Regions from separate parts of the Mus musculus genome. Here all the other regions are linked to region 2. The links are chromatin contacts, called in public ChIA-PET, Micro-C and promoter capture Hi-C maps. All regions are on one chromosome and are shown on one strand. Each heading gives the region's core, a stretch centred on a gene start, on an enhancer-like site or on the middle of the called end of the contact. The rest is flanking DNA. Distances are from core to core; before and after follow the strand shown. Region 1 holds the start of Apeh (acylpeptide hydrolase). Region 2 holds the start of Dag1 (dystroglycan 1). Region 3 holds the start of Usp19 (ubiquitin specific peptidase 19). Region 4 holds the start of Gmppb (GDP-mannose pyrophosphorylase B). Region 5 overlaps Bsn (bassoon).

Region 1 (2,700 bases), core at 163-2,662, 170 kb before region 2:
CAGCAGCCTGAGAACAGGGGTTGCAGGTCAGGAAGGTGCCAAGTCGTCCCCCCCAACAGCCTTGTGCTGGCCCCCTTACTGGTCACAACCTCTTAGCTGAGTCTCTGTCTCTGTCTGTCTGTCTGTCTCTCTCTCCTTTCTTTATAAGCCCTTTTAGGTCTGGCGTTATAAAATCAGAATTGGCCGCACAGGAGGCTATCTCCCAGCTAACTGGGACTCTGAAATCATACCAGCCCATGAAGCACTCCCAGCCTCAAGCTGGCTGGCCTTTTTTCTCTTCCTTAGGTTACTGACTCGACTGTCTCCAGAGTCCTAGGGACCTAGGCCCTAGTTTAGAAGAAGCTCCTAGTATTTATCAGGCCATGTCTCCAGAGACCAGACAAGCTCTCAGGGGTCAGGCACCTTGCTCTTTGCTCCCCTGAAGCCACCCAAAGTTGTCCCTGAAGGGGATAGGCACAGAGCACAACACCCTAAGGACACATGGCGACATTTATGAAAGGCTAGCAAGGCAGGTGGCTGCGGTCTTGTCTACAGACTGCTCCTGTCACACTTACTCCCCCCGGGTTTCCACACTGTTGCCCGCAGGCCCGGCAAACACCACCGAGTCTCCATCATGGAACACTAGGTACTGGCGGCAGAATCGGATGTTCTCCATTCGATCCAAGTCCCTCTGAGTCCACTCTGCAAGGGAGGCAGGGGGCTGCTCAACTTGTCTGGGCCAGTTTGGACCACTGCCCACCAATCAAGGCCTATCTTTCCCAGTCTGTCTCCGGACAGCCTGAGTATAGCCTGGACAACACTTCACTTAATATAACCTAAGCCTAGGCTCCCAGAGCCTGAGCTGACGGTCAGAGAGAACCCACTACCAACCACAGAATTTTAAGGGCAACATAGCTGTTGTTGGGTTGTAGAATGTAAGGGCCGGAGAGTCCTGCGAGGCCCACACCTTGCACTCAGGTCTGAATTTTACTCCCACACCTTCAACTCATTTACGGAATTATTTATCAGTAAGGCTAGTGCAGCCCCCAAAACACCTGTGCGCAGGAACTACAGTTGGGTTTCCTCCCCAAACCCGTGTCAAGCAGCGTGCCCTCCACAGTCCCCATCTCTCCACCTGGATGCACGGCCCGTCGCCACCCAGTTCCCTCGGTCTACACACCAGTGTGCACAGTCCGATAGAGGCCCCCATACTGCGTGGTGACCTCCGGGCCCAGGCAGGCGGCGCTCAGCGAAGGCTGGCGGCTAAGGCCCCGGTACAGCGCTGCCGCCTCCTGGGGCTCACTCAGCAGCACCTGCGCAGGGGACACACCAGGGTCAGGCTCAGCCCGGGCTACGGAGGCCACGGGGGCCACGGGCCGAGCCCTCACCTGACGCTCCATAGTCGGTCTTTCGGTAGCAGCTAAGTCCCGGAAGTGAAGCTCCGGGGGCGGGGCCTAAGGCGGTCCCCAGTTTCCGCTACACTCAGTGGCGACCTGGGACCCGCAGGGCCCTGTATAAGCTCCGGCCAGTCGGCAGGGGGCGGGGCCTGGATAGTAAGAAGGCGGGGCCTACGAAGGAGCCGCCCGGAGGGGAGGAGCGGGAAACAAAAATTCAGTCGAAGACTAGGCAAGTGGGAGGCAGAATCAGGGAGTCGAGTCCTGGGATTTTTAGAGAGGGGAGGCTCCGAGGAGTGAGGGCGGACGTATAGCAGCAGAATACAGAGCCGGTGTTCAGAGACAGGGCAGGTCTGGGAGGAGTGAAGGAAGTAGGATTGGACTCCAGCCGACTGTGAGCTGAAAGCTGCGGGATCAGAGAGAAAGCCCTGAGCGTTCGAAGGGTGGGGCTTCGGAGGAACACTAATGATCCTTAAGGATGAGGGGGCGGGGGCGGGGGCGGGGACGGGTGGGAACCGAATACAGAGACTAGCGGGTCTGTGAAAGCGGAATGTTGCGGGGCGCCTCAGTCGCAGGGATCTCTTTCAGCGCTCTCCCCATCTACTGCAAGCCAGGCGATTAGGAGTGGGAAACTTAGGTTCCCGGGTGGAGCCCTGGGGCGCCGGGCAAAGGGCGGTGCTGAACTCTCTGGGTGCTACCCTGGCTTATCAATCACCAGACTTGCCCCTAAAGCTATCTGTTGCCACAGCCTTAACCCGCCCTTCTCAGAAGCTCCTTGCTGCGGATCGTGAGCCGACTGGGTCTCAACCTACTCCAAGGGCCGATGTGGAGGGTCAGACTTCACCTAAGAGCAGCGAGCGTGCTGTGGAAAGAAGAGCCTAGGCAGACAGTCTCCTGCACACGACACAGGACTAGGTTGACTTAGGTGACAGCAGAGAGCAAGAGTGGTTGGGCAACAGTAGGTATCTCCCCCTCCTCCATATAGCTTGAGAGTGGCTGGTCTTTTAGACCAGCTATGGGCCCCCTTGAATGAGTGCTTTCTTTCTTACTTGAGGCAAAATTGATACTCTTTAATCTCTGTTTCTTATTTTCTAGTGCTGCTTAACTTATATTTGTTTAGTTTCTCTACGTAGTTCTGGCCTCAAACTCACAGAGACCCACCTATCTCTGTCTCCCAAGAGCTGGGATTAAATGTGTGGGCTATGATATCCAGCTTGAACTATTCTTGACTATACTAAGGATTAAAGTCTCAGCCATGGGGGACTGGGGGGGGGGGGGGAGTTTCGAACAAGGTAGGCAGATGTAAAGCTTGTTTGATAGCACCAGG
Region 2 (2,700 bases), core at 186-2,685:
TCAACAGAGGTACATATCAACAATGCTTGCACATTCCCACCCGGTGCTGCCTGCATAGTGCTACTTACTCCTACCTTCACACAGGATCCCACACGCCTTGCAACTAACTCCCTAGTGAGATCTGATTTCTCCAATAGCCCCTATGTCCTTTAAGCACGCTGACCATGTCCTTGACTTCAAGGCAAAAAGAACTTCAATTCTCCATATTTAAACCATCGATCTGTACAACCCGTTACCGTGGAATTCTTTTTCTAAACTAGAACATTCTGAAAGTATGTCTCTTGCTCATTAAGCACAATATATACTAATATGATTGCAACACCCCATCTCCATCAGATTCCAAAACATCTGGAAGCACACCCAACTCTAGCTGGAGTTATGTTCTATAAACACCACCCTCACTTCACGAGTCTGGCTTCCACGCCAAGAACTACTTCTACTCGCTTATTTAGGGAAACAGCAGGCTGGACTCTCAAGTTAGACCTCTAGGCTATAAAGGTACTGTCCCAGACTAGGCGGACCAGTCAAAACTTCGTCATCACCACGAAAACTAATCTTGATGTAATTCAACTTAACAAAAGCTTCTCAAATTGTAGAGATTAAGAGGTGTGTTTTTAATTGCCCGTTGAGTTTGTCAATAAATGAACTTGGGAGTTATAGCAAAGGACTCTGAGTCAACATGGTGTTCCCTCTGGGAACATTTTCCAAATATACTCGCAAGTGAACCTGATTTCCCAAATACCCACTGCAAAGGTAGTAAAGGAGTCTCCCACAGAAGCGCAACCGAGGGGGAGGAAAGAACCCCAAGACTCGGAGCAGCTCAAAGCAAGAGGCGGGGGCGGCGCCCTTCCCAGCCTCTGGCAGGAGCCCCACAGTAGAGATGCCTCCTAACTGGGCCGCGACCCCCACTGGCAACCCGGAGGCAGCCCGCAGGCCGCACACGCCCGCGGCCGATGCACAGGCCCCGCGTTCCCGGGAGCGCGGGCCGGGGCCGAGGCCTGGCCCGTCGCCGCGGCGCGCAGCTCCGGCCTCAGCCTTCAGCTACCGGACGGAGAGCCGAGGGGCGGCTCCGCACGGACGGCGGCGGCGCCGCCTCCTCACCCGCAAGGACGTCCGTGGCCGTGTCCCCGCCCCGGGCCGAAAGGGAGCAGCAGCAGGTGTTCCGCGGAAGGCTCGGTCGGCTGCAGCGGGGATCCCGGCCCCAGCAGGCAGGCACCGGGAGGCAGAGGCGGGAGGCGCACTCACCCAGCACCACGGGCAGGCCGCGGCAGGTGTTCGCTCCTCCGGGCCCAGGGACACCGCCGCCACTCCCCGGGGACTCCGCGCGAAGCTACCGCCGCTGCCGCCCCCGAGCCCCAGGAGCGCGAGCGCCGCGCCGCAGCCTCCGCGCGATCACGTACCGAGCGGTGAGAGGGCGCCGAGCGCGAGGGCGGGGCGCGCGGCCGGAGCCTAGCAACCGCCTGACACGCGAGTGCCGCAGCCAATCCCACGGCCGACTCGGAGCGGCGCCGACTAGCCTTCAGCGCGCGGCCCGCTTCTGCCTGCGTCGCTAGCCCCGCAGCGCGCCGCACCCGCGCACAGGCCCCGCCCCGTCCCGCACCTCTCTGCCCATTGGCCTGTCACGCCCCCGCCCCAAAAGCCACGCCCCGACGTAGAGGCCCCGCCCCCGAAGTCGACCAAGTGGGTCCCGGGACACGCCTTAGCCAGTCCGGGTAGCTGGGAGCGCTTGCTAGCTGGGGTGGGGGAGGGGCACCTTTCCCAACTTCTCCCGAAGAATAAATCGAGGTATGGACAGGCCGGCGAACCGGTCCGGCCACAACAAGCCACCACACAGCTGCCCCCTAATTTCCTTCGAGCAAAACGCAAGCGGTATCTAAACCATTCAAACACTCAGGAAGCGCCCTCCCAATTGCAAAGGAAGAGAGGCCTTGTTACCCTCTCCTTAATATGGATGGAGAAACTAAGGCCAGATCCGGGTGGGTGGGCAGGAAGGTAACCCATTTCTTTAGTGCTGGCCATACAACAGGCTTCCCCTCCCCCTCCTTGGAAAGCTAAAATCCAATGCCTCCTCTGGAGCTCAAAATAGCTCTGACCCGCTAGCACAGGTCACTCACCCCCCGGTGGCCCACATTCTTTAGATGGGTGGTTACTGCTAGAATCTGGCCTCCCCCATTTATGGAGGGTCCTAAAGTAGTTCTTAACTCTCCTGGGCTCACCAGAGGGCCCAAACTCCAGAGACTGGAGATTTAACAAGTTACTAAACCTGACAGTGCATAATACCTGTGGAAATCAGAACTGTGGTAGGCTCTGCTCCCTTCCTAACTGACCCCACACTGCTAGAAGGAATCCATTCCTCTTTGGCCTAGGGCCAGGCTGGAGTTTCAGACACAAGCTGTTATCAGTAAACTCATTCTGAATACAGACCCGGCGGCTACTCAGCCTGGGATTCCTGCCTAAAGGACGGGCAGTTCTCTTCAGAAGAGTCTAGGAGAAAAAATTTTCAGGAAGAAATGCCCTACCTCAAATACCTGTTTGCAATTTCTCAATTCTTACGTGACTAACTCATAGAGCCTAGAAAAGGAAGAGGAACTAAAATCCAGGAGAGCAAGAGCAGGCCATCCCTTGGATGTTAATAAACTGAAGAGTTAATGGCTTCTCAGATTCTGACTTTAAGACTGTACCATTTTAGAAAGGCTGAGA
Region 3 (2,700 bases), core at 126-2,625, 230 kb after region 2:
GACACAATCCTGGCCCATACCATGGGCGACGTGCGTCGGGCTGAACAGCTACTGCAAGATGCGCACCGGGCACGGTCTGACCCCCAAGCCTGGTCCCCATTCCTGAAACCTGGTCCTGATACCTGTAGACCCTGATCTCCCCTCTTCCTCAGGAGCCGGGCCGAGGGTGAGAGACAGAAGGCAGAGACAGTCCAAGCGGCACTGGAGGAGGCTCAGAGGGCACAAGGAGCTGCTCAGGGTGCCATCTGGGGAGCAGTGGTTGACACACAAAACACAGAGCAGACCCTGCAGCGGGTATGACTTCCTTAGGACGAGGTGATGGGCATGTACTAAGGATCTGGCTTGCTTTGTCTGGGACAGGGAGGTCTTACTGTGTAGCCCTGGGCAGCCTGGAAGTTACAGAGATCAACTTGCTTCTCCTTCTCAGTTGCTGGTACTAAAGGTGGATTTGTTAAACCTGGGCCTTTCTGTGGCAGGTCCAGGAGAGGATGGCAGGTGCAGAGAAGTCTCTGAACTCTGCCGGTGAGCGGGCTCGGCAATTAGACGCCCTCCTGGAGGCCCTGAAACTGAAACGGGCAGGAAATAGCCTGGCAGCATCTACAGCGGAAGAAACAGCAGGCAGTGCCCAGAGCCGTGCCAGGGAGGCTGAGAAAGTGGGTTGGGCGAAGCCCTCTGGATGGGGTAGGGGTATTATAGTTAGAATTCCACTGAATTAGTATACCGACCCTGCCTCTTACATCTGCAGCAACTACGGGAACAAGTAGGTGACCAATACCAAACAGTGAGGGCGTTGGCAGAGCGGAAGGCTGAAGGTGTTCTGGCTGCACAAGCCAGGGCAGAACAACTGCGGGATGAGGCTCGGGACCTGTTGCAGGCCGCTCAGGATAAGCTGCAGCGGCTACAGGGTGAGGACCATGGTGGGCGGGAGCTAGAAAGGTGGGCTTGCGTGAGAAAAGACTTGAACTATTTCTTGACCCTTCTAGAGCTGGAGGGCACATATGAGGAGAACGAGCGTGCACTGGAGGGCAAAGCGGCCCAGCTGGATGGGCTGGAAGCCAGGATGCGCAGTGTGCTCCAGGCCATCAACTTGCAGGTCCAGATCTACAACACCTGCCAGTGACCACTCCCTAGGGCCTAGCCTTGTCGCCAAGCACTGTTCTGCACACGATCGTCCGCACATTAAAGAGCTCCTGGCTAGCAAGAGCTTTCAATAAACCTGTGTGAACCTCCTCTGTGTTGTCTGGCCTTTGATGGGAGGGGCGGAGGACCTTTATACACGCCATCAGCTGTAGGCTACCAGCAGAGGCCGAGCACCGGAACCCCTCCTCTTCCTTTCCCGCCCTCCCCAAAGCTGCCCTTCACCAAGAGCTCCCACTCTTGCCGGAAGTGCGTCATCAGCTCGGCACCCCGCCTCCCGTAGCCGTAGCTAGAAGTCGAAACAAAACAAGCGGCTGAAGCAGCGGCGAAGGCGGCGGTGGCGGAGGAGCCGGGACGGGGGAGGGGCGCGCCGGAACCGGAACCGACCCGACGCCGGAACCGGAATCGAGAGCGTGTTGCCAGGGCCCGAAGAGGGCTGGTGGCGGCGGTCTCGCTCGGTGAGTGGTGTGGGCCTCAAGTCGCCGGTTTGGCCGCAGCGGGGGAAGGCCGCAAGGTTGGCCCGGGGCGGGCCTGTTCAAGGTCACGGGCCGTGCCAGCCCCGACATCTCGAGCCTCGCGGCGTGCTCGGCCTACCGATGCCGACCGAGCCGTTATGCTACCCCTGTGGCCGGCCTCTCTGTTTTTAAGAGGATTAGCGGCGAGCGAGGGTGGCTTCCTGGAGGAGGTGGTGGCAGGCCTGGGATTCGGAGGCTGGAGGAGGGCAGCATCCTAGCCGGGGCGTTGGTCTGCGTTCAGTAACTCTGCGCAGCTTCTCTAACCAGCTGGGATCTCCGGATAGTTTCTCTGCCGCTTCGACGGCTTTCAGAGCATGGGGGAGGGATTCCGGCTGTGAATCGGGCCTCGGTGTAAGGAGGAAACGGCGGGTGCTCTGCCCAGAGGCCTGGACGGACTGTCACTAAAGATTCCGCTCATCACTCTTATCGTCCAAGGGTATTTTTATCACCCCACTCTCCCCTAAGGGAACACAGGCTACAGTTCAATCTCCTTCGTCTCGCAAGCCGGGCTTGAGGCTGCCAGGGCTAGTACTAGGTCTACGTTCCATCTCCACCCTCACTAGTTTTGAGAACTTCACTTTGGATGGAGGGAGCCCGAATCCACACACAGGTGGGAAACAGATCAGGCCTCCGTGGCTCAGAGCTGATGATGAAGGAAGGAACCTGGAGACAGGGGTGATGTCTGTTTCGTTGTTAAGCCTATCACCGTGTCTTAAAACTGGAGTCCACTCCTCATTTTTTTTTTTTTCGAGACAGGGTTTCTCTGTGTAGCCCTGGCTGTCCTGGAACTCACTCTGTAGACCAGGCTGGCCTCGAACTCAGAAAATCCGCCTGCCTCTGCCTCCCAAGTGCTGGGATTAAAGGCGTGCGCCACCACCACCCGCCTCCACTCCTAATCTTTAAGGCTGAGGAGAGAGAGATCGATCCTTCTTTAGGTGGAAACAAAAGATCAAGTTTCAGGAGCTGGTTTATGGCAAAAAATAGGAGCCGGCAGGAAGCAGACTAGATGCTTTAGTACCAGAGCCTTTCTGGTTAGTGGCAGCACCTG
Region 4 (2,700 bases), core at 170-2,669, 210 kb before region 2:
TGCTGCCCCCATTCTGCTGCTTCTCAAGTAGCAAGGGAGTTGGTAGGCACTGCTCCTGCCACTGCAAGCGAGGAAAGGCTGGGATTTGCCGCTGCTCAAGGGCAGGGCCTCACTTTTCAGCACTTTTGATATCTGGAGGCCCAGCTCTGTTATCTGATAGGTGGTGGCAAGTGTGTGCGAACACTTTTACCACTGCTCTTCTGCCTGTCCCAGGCTAGAGCCCTGTCTTTTTCCTGACAGGTCCTGCCTTCCCAATCATCAATTTGGGACCAAAGTGCAACTAGGGATCATGGGTTGGGAGCTCACATTACCCCTTTCCATTGTATTTCCCGGGCCAAGCCCATACCAGCCCGGGGAGATGGGTGGGAGTGAAATGGGATGGGTGCTGCTGGAAGAGGAAGGGACCAGTAGAGCAATGTCCTTGCCTGGGATTCTACCCCTCTCAGCTGTGGGCCGTGCAGTGGTGTGGGGATTCATTCTCTCCTAGGGGCAAGGGACCTGGGCTCGGACAGTATCCGTTCAGTATCCGCTGCTCATTCGCTCACATCTGGCCACGTGCACGTTCCCTAGATGCAAACTGCTTTGAACTTTACAGCTATATAAGTTGGTTGTGTGTGTGTGCTCATTTTAAAAACTACATTTTAACGAGGAAAAAGGAGAACCTGGGGAAATTTCCTTTGCTTCTGTGGAGGAAATGTAAGACTTGGAATTCTGGAAATTGTTATCTGCTCCTCTTTCCTGGAAGCTACACACCCTAAGACCTGCGCCTGGATGCATACGTGGCTCCACTGGCGCTTAGGCGCGCTTGCATTTTCCCCAGGTCTTCTGTGTGGTGGAGAGGAGTGCTTGGCCCAAGCCGGCCCTTTTCTGTACACCCAGCGCTATCCGCCCGCTTGTGTCTGGTCGTATACGTCAAAATAAAGCCTCTAGAAACTGAACTCTGTCCAAGTCTGTGTGAAAACTTCATCGCCTCCGGTTGGGCCGACATGGCTAGTCTAGGGATCGGGCTGAGCTGGGTCGGGACAGGTGCAGCGGGACAGTGCTGACACTGGGGGTGGGGGGTCGGGGGAGGCAGCACGGGAGGGGTTGGATATAGGGGTCAGAGCAAGTGTTGAGGGGCGGGGTCATCAGGGCGAACCTGGAGTGGCCTTTGGGGGGGTAGGCGGCGTCGGCGGGGCGGGGCGGGGCGGGGCGGGGCAGATGGCAGCTGCCGCGTGGCGGACTGGGTTCCGATAGGAAGCTAAGCCTCCTCTTTCGGTTCCGCCTTTAGATCCGCCAATGGGCATCTGACTCGCGAGTTCTCCGGGTCCCCATGGCAGCCCAGGGCGTTGGAAATCTAATTGGCTACGTCCGCCGCAGCGTAAAGTCTGACGCTCGGCTGCGGGCGGCCCTGCCACGTAGATTGGCTCTCCCTGTTACGTCACTGGCTGCGCCGCCTCCGGCCGGAACTCCGGACCAGCCGGTCTCCAACCAGTTCCTCGTCTTCTGTTCTGGCTGATCCTGGACCCCACATCAGGGTAGAGCAGGGGGGCGAGGTGACACCAGAGTTGGTCAGTCTAGTTGGTGAAACGTGCAGGTCAGGGCACGGCGTTGGGAGTGCGCGGCAGGGGTCGGTCAGGCGGCCTGTAAGTACTTTGGACCGATAGATCCACTTCTAACATCTGCAGACGCCATGAAGGCACTGATCTTGGTGGGAGGGTATGGGACACGGTTGCGGCCGCTGACGTTGAGCACTCCGAAGCCATTGGTGGACTTCTGCAATAAGCCCATCTTGCTGCATCAAGTGGAGGCGCTTGCTGCGGTAAGGCCGTGGGTCTGTTATGGCGGGAAGAGGGATGGATAGTGACTGGGAGGCCAGGGGTGGTCATACCTTGTGACTGAGCCAGTCAACTAGCACACCTTATTGTGTCTGACAGGCAGGTGTGGACCACGTGATCCTGGCAGTGAGCTACATGTCACAGATGTTGGAGAAGGAAATGAAGGCACAAGAGCAAAGGGTGAGGCATGGACTTAGCCCTTTCTTTAGGTCCCTGGGGCTCTTACCATTGGAGGAGGAACATAACCAGATGGCTTCTTCTTTCCAGCTTGGAATCCGAATCTCTATGTCTCATGAAGAGGAGCCTTTGGGGACAGGTCAGTATAAGGAAGGCCCTTGGGCAAACTTTAGGGCCAGCAAAGAGGTATCCAATCTGGGCGGATGGGTGGGGCCTCTGGAGTCTGGACCTAGGCCCCTAGCAAGGTGGTAACTTATGACTTGTCCCCTTCTCTAGCTGGGCCTCTGGCGTTGGCCCGAGACCTACTATCTGAGACTGCCGACCCTTTCTTCGTTCTCAACAGTGATGTGATATGTGATTTCCCCTTCCAAGCCATGGTGCAGTTTCATCGGCACCATGGCCAAGAGGGCTCCATCTTGGTAAGAGAAGATTTCCTCTGACATTCCCACCCTCACATGGAGTCTTTCCTGACCCCTGGTCTTAAACTCTGTTTTGCTACAAAGCTATGCAGAATGTCTTTGGGGGAGAGCCTTTGAGATGTGGGATAGGCATATTTATCAAGAGTAAAGAAAACTGGACTAGGCCTAAGGTACCCTCCACCTCTATATTCAGGTTACCAAGGTGGAAGAGCCTTCCAAGTATGGTGTGGTGGTATGTGAGGCTGACACAGGCCGCATCCACCGTTTTGTTGAGAAGCCACAGGTGT
Region 5 (2,700 bases), core at 183-2,682, 140 kb before region 2:
TGGTTTTTCGAGACAAGAGTTTCTCTGTGTAGCCCTGGCTGTCCTGGAACTCACTCTGTAGACCACGCTGTCCTCAAACTCAGAAATACACCTGCCTCTACCTCCCAAGTGCTAGGCTTAAAAGTGTGCACCGCCACTGCCCCGCATCACTATTTATCATTATTATTAGCCACCACTCTTAAAAATCACTCAGTTTCAGGACCAGGGCTAAAGGCTGAAGACAGGGTCATGATGGCGATGACACACAGGGACCAGCACTGCTATAGTCTGAATGTGAACTGTTCCTACAAAACAAAGGCCTGTGTGTCTGAATACTTGGTCCGAAGCTGCTAGTGCTGCTTGGGAGGTGGTGGAACCTTTGGACATAGATTCTAAGGAGCTGTAATGGGTTGCTAAGGGAAGGTCTTTGAAGGTGATACCTACTTCTGGTTCCGGATCAAATTCTCTGCTTCCTGATCTGGTAAGATGTGAATGAGCTGTGCCCTAAGCCTCCATTGCCACAATCAGTGCCACCTCGGCTACCATGGTCCCCTCTAAAGTGGCAGTCAAAACAAACCTCGCCTCCTTTAAGTTCCTTCTATCTGCAATTTGGTCACTGCAATGAGAAGTGACTGATAGAAGCCCTTCCTGGAACCCACAGCCCTAAACAAGCCATGATAAATATGTCAAAGGAATCAGCAGGAAGTCCTAAGACTGCTAGAAACCAATTCTTCAAATCCCAGCTGACTGCACATGGCTGGGACTTGGACATCTCTGGTCCCTGAGTCAGGGGTTCTAGACCCACAGTAGGTCTAGCTGGACAGGAATATGTTGCTTTGGCTACATGAGGTAATGGGAATGAGGGTAACAGCCTAGCCCAGCCCAGAACAGCACCCTACTAACTGCTCAGTGCACACTTGCCCTTGTCACAGTGCCTAGACATGGGCTCCTCCCAGGAGCAGTACCATGAGAAAGACCATTATGTCTTGAGAAAGAGCCAAGGCATAGGAAAAAATGGTGTCCTGTTACTTTTGCTGCCTCAGACACACCTCTGAACCACCTCTGGTCTGTTGAACCCACTCCAGAAGCAGCAATCTAAAAGACAGTGAGGGTACCCTGGAAGGGCAGCATGGACAAAGGCAGAGCCCGTGTCCGGGGCTAGCCCCTGCAGAGGCCTGCTTATCTGTACCCACAAGTAAGGCCTTTAGTAGGCATGCTGCCAGTGGTCACAGGCTGGCTGGGACTTTGCTCCTTCACAGGTATATTCATGGAGGCAGCCGGGTTTCAGGAAAGCTTCCTGGTGGCTCTCTTGCTCCTGGCTCTGCTTTGTAAGCAGTGAGAAAGGGCGGGCGGGGGGGGGGGGGTGCGGGGAGAAGGCGGTGTGTGAAGGAAGAGCTAAAAATAAGCACTTGACCCGCCTGCTGGAGGCCCTTCACAGCCCACTGGGAGCAGGAGCAGTGTACAAGCACGGAGGCTGGGAGGAGCTGGGCAGAGGACTGGCCAAAGCCTCCTCCTGGGTATGGGTGAAAGGCAGGCCATGTGCAACGCCCACACCTAGGAGTCTGAGCACAGCTGTTGAGGTATCAACTCATTCATTCAATCTACCTCCATCTCAGCCCCACCCCAATGTGCCCCCACCTCCACCCCTGATCCTTCCGTTTCTGGATCGTCCACCCATTCATTCTCTCCCTTGAGTCTTATCTCCTTACTTCATTCATTCACCCACTCAGAATATGACTGTCTCCCTTGCTAAGCCCTGCCCAGCCCCAGCAGAGGGAGGTTGGCTGGCTGGCTGTCCTTTTTGCTTGGCTCTTTGGTGAGCAGCCAGAGAATGGACAACGGGGAGACTGATGACCACCTCTGCCTTGTTAGTCCTTTTGGGGACAGGAAGATACAGATCTCCCAAGAACAATCATCAGCTCCAGTTGGGAGATGTAAAGGCGTGTACCGAGGAGCTCAGTGGTTCAAGGCGGCATTTCTGCACAAGTGTCCGAGCACAGCATCACACCCGGTTCTCATGGAAACCAAAGATGATCATTAGAGCTTCCAATCCACACACAAGGGGAAGGAAGTAAAGTGTGTGTGGGGGGTGAAGTATGGGGAAACCCCAAAGCATGTGAGAACTGTGGTCTCTGAGTCACCGGCCAGTGAGGACTGGGAGACTGTGTGGGGTTGTGTGGGATGCTGGGCATCCTGACACTGTCTAAAGGAGGCCACAGGCCTGTTCTCTGAGTTTGTGGAGCTGCCTGTGTGCCAGCTCTTGTGGCCCATCCTGATCTACACCTCATGGCCAGCTACCTGGCTTTCCACGCCGCTGGACCACAGGGCAGCTCAGTACAGTGGCTCAGGCCTATAATTTTGAGAGGCTGACCCAAGAGAGTTGCCATGAGTTTGAGGCCAGCCTTGGCTAAAAAGAGAGATTCTGTCTCACAGAACCAAATACCTCCCTCAAAATAAATAAACAAACAAACAAACAAACACCCACAAAAGAAACCCAAAAGGTAAAGACTCAGACACTGGGCCACAGGCACGGCCAGTCTCAGCGCTGCTGGACTTTTACGATTGTGTAATGTCCATTCCACCCCATGGCCCTGGGTATACCCAAGCTCCTCCTTTCTGCCTCCTAGAAGGAAGCCTTACCCAGTGTGTGCAGTGTGCTCCCTGGAAGCTGAGATGTGCCCCTCTCATGCCCTAGCCCCAAGCATGTTCATTCCCCATGCA

What was found. Promoter capture Hi-C pulls out the DNA fragments that hold promoters and counts their contacts. A called contact is a pair of places that touch in the nucleus more often than the background predicts. ChIA-PET counts read pairs in DNA pulled down with a chosen protein or histone mark.
Region 1: a promoter capture Hi-C map of the HPC-7 cell line shows a contact between it and region 2, with 6 times the contacts expected there. The contact joins the promoter of Apeh here to the promoter of Dag1 in region 2. A contact is called at or near these places in 26 of 39 promoter capture datasets (the 3T3-L1 cell line, the C10 cell line, the HPC-7 cell line and 15 more), 3 of 15 datasets of contacts at CTCF or cohesin (the NIH/3T3 cell line, embryonic stem cells and pro-B cells), 55 of 484 Hi-C or Micro-C datasets (the 63-12 cell line, B cells, the C3H10T1/2 cell line and 35 more), 33 of 115 datasets of contacts at active chromatin or transcription factors (the 230-238 cell line, the SCID.adh cell line, bone marrow-derived macrophages and 22 more) and 5 of 9 other capture datasets (adipose tissue, embryonic stem cells, liver and 2 more).
Region 3: a contact with region 2 is called in a Micro-C map of embryonic stem cells, with 3 times the contacts expected there. The contact joins the promoter of Usp19 here to the promoter of Dag1 in region 2. A contact is called at or near these places in 4 of 39 promoter capture datasets (the C10 cell line, cranial neural crest and neural stem cells), 3 of 484 Hi-C or Micro-C datasets (CD4 T cells, cardiomyocytes and embryonic stem cells), 8 of 115 datasets of contacts at active chromatin or transcription factors (bone marrow-derived macrophages, embryonic midbrain, embryonic stem cells and 4 more) and 4 of 9 other capture datasets (adipose tissue, liver, macrophages and 1 more).
Region 4: an RNA polymerase II ChIA-PET map of memory CD8 T cells shows a contact between it and region 2, with 103 read pairs. The contact joins the promoter of Gmppb here to the promoter of Dag1 in region 2. A contact is called at or near these places in 2 of 39 promoter capture datasets (erythroid cells and pre-B cells), 1 of 484 Hi-C or Micro-C datasets (embryonic stem cells), 6 of 115 datasets of contacts at active chromatin or transcription factors (bone marrow-derived macrophages, differentiating embryonic stem cells, embryonic stem cells and 3 more) and 3 of 9 other capture datasets (adipose tissue, liver and pancreatic islet).
Region 5: an RNA polymerase II ChIA-PET map of memory CD8 T cells shows a contact between it and region 2, with 28 read pairs. The contact joins the enhancer-like site here to the promoter of Dag1 in region 2. A contact is called at or near these places in 3 of 39 promoter capture datasets (cranial neural crest, hippocampal neurons and liver), 10 of 484 Hi-C or Micro-C datasets (CD8 T cells, the G1E-ER4 cell line, differentiating embryonic stem cells and 6 more), 15 of 115 datasets of contacts at active chromatin or transcription factors (the 230-238 cell line, the SCID.adh cell line, bone marrow-derived macrophages and 9 more) and 3 of 9 other capture datasets (adipose tissue, liver and pancreatic islet).

The regions. Positions count from the first base shown.
Region 1 is chr9:108,093,068-108,095,767 of GRCm38.p6, forward strand. It overlaps Apeh (acylpeptide hydrolase), which reads right to left and starts at 1,413. Exons shown (of 22, transcript NM_146226.2): 1 at 1,368-1,413; 2 at 1,160-1,292; 3 at 555-681; 4 at 1-7. The coding sequence starts at 1,379.
Region 2 is chr9:108,262,380-108,265,079 of GRCm38.p6, forward strand. It overlaps Dag1 (dystroglycan 1), which reads right to left and starts at 1,436. Exons shown (of 4, transcript NM_001276482.1): 1 at 1,246-1,436.
Region 3 is chr9:108,489,301-108,492,000 of GRCm38.p6, forward strand. It overlaps Usp19 (ubiquitin specific peptidase 19), which reads left to right and starts at 1,376. Exons shown (of 27, transcript NM_027804.4): 1 at 1,376-1,595. Lamb2 (laminin, beta 2) reads left to right here. Exons shown (of 33, transcript NM_008483.3): 29 at 1-74; 30 at 153-294; 31 at 477-653; 32 at 746-905; 33 at 984-1,230. The coding sequence ends at 1,120.
Region 4 is chr9:108,047,845-108,050,544 of GRCm38.p6, forward strand. Gmppb (GDP-mannose pyrophosphorylase B) reads left to right here and starts at 1,420. Exons shown (of 9, transcript NM_177910.4): 1 at 1,420-1,801; 2 at 1,917-1,997; 3 at 2,085-2,133; 4 at 2,271-2,413; 5 at 2,607-2,700. The coding sequence starts at 1,673. It overlaps Ip6k1 (inositol hexaphosphate kinase 1), which reads left to right. Exons shown (of 6, transcript NM_013785.2): 6 at 1-938.
Region 5 is chr9:108,118,774-108,121,473 of GRCm38.p6, forward strand. All of the region lies in intron 3 of Bsn (bassoon), which reads right to left. Among named protein-coding and RNA genes, the nearest start is that of 4930447F24Rik, 14 kb to the right of the region's middle. Within about 2 kb of position 1,433, at least 143 of the 459 cell types and tissues checked have an H3K27ac peak or open chromatin away from gene starts, as enhancers often do. A contact at or near this core is called in CD8 T cells, the G1E-ER4 cell line, bone marrow-derived macrophages and 3 more, where this site is marked.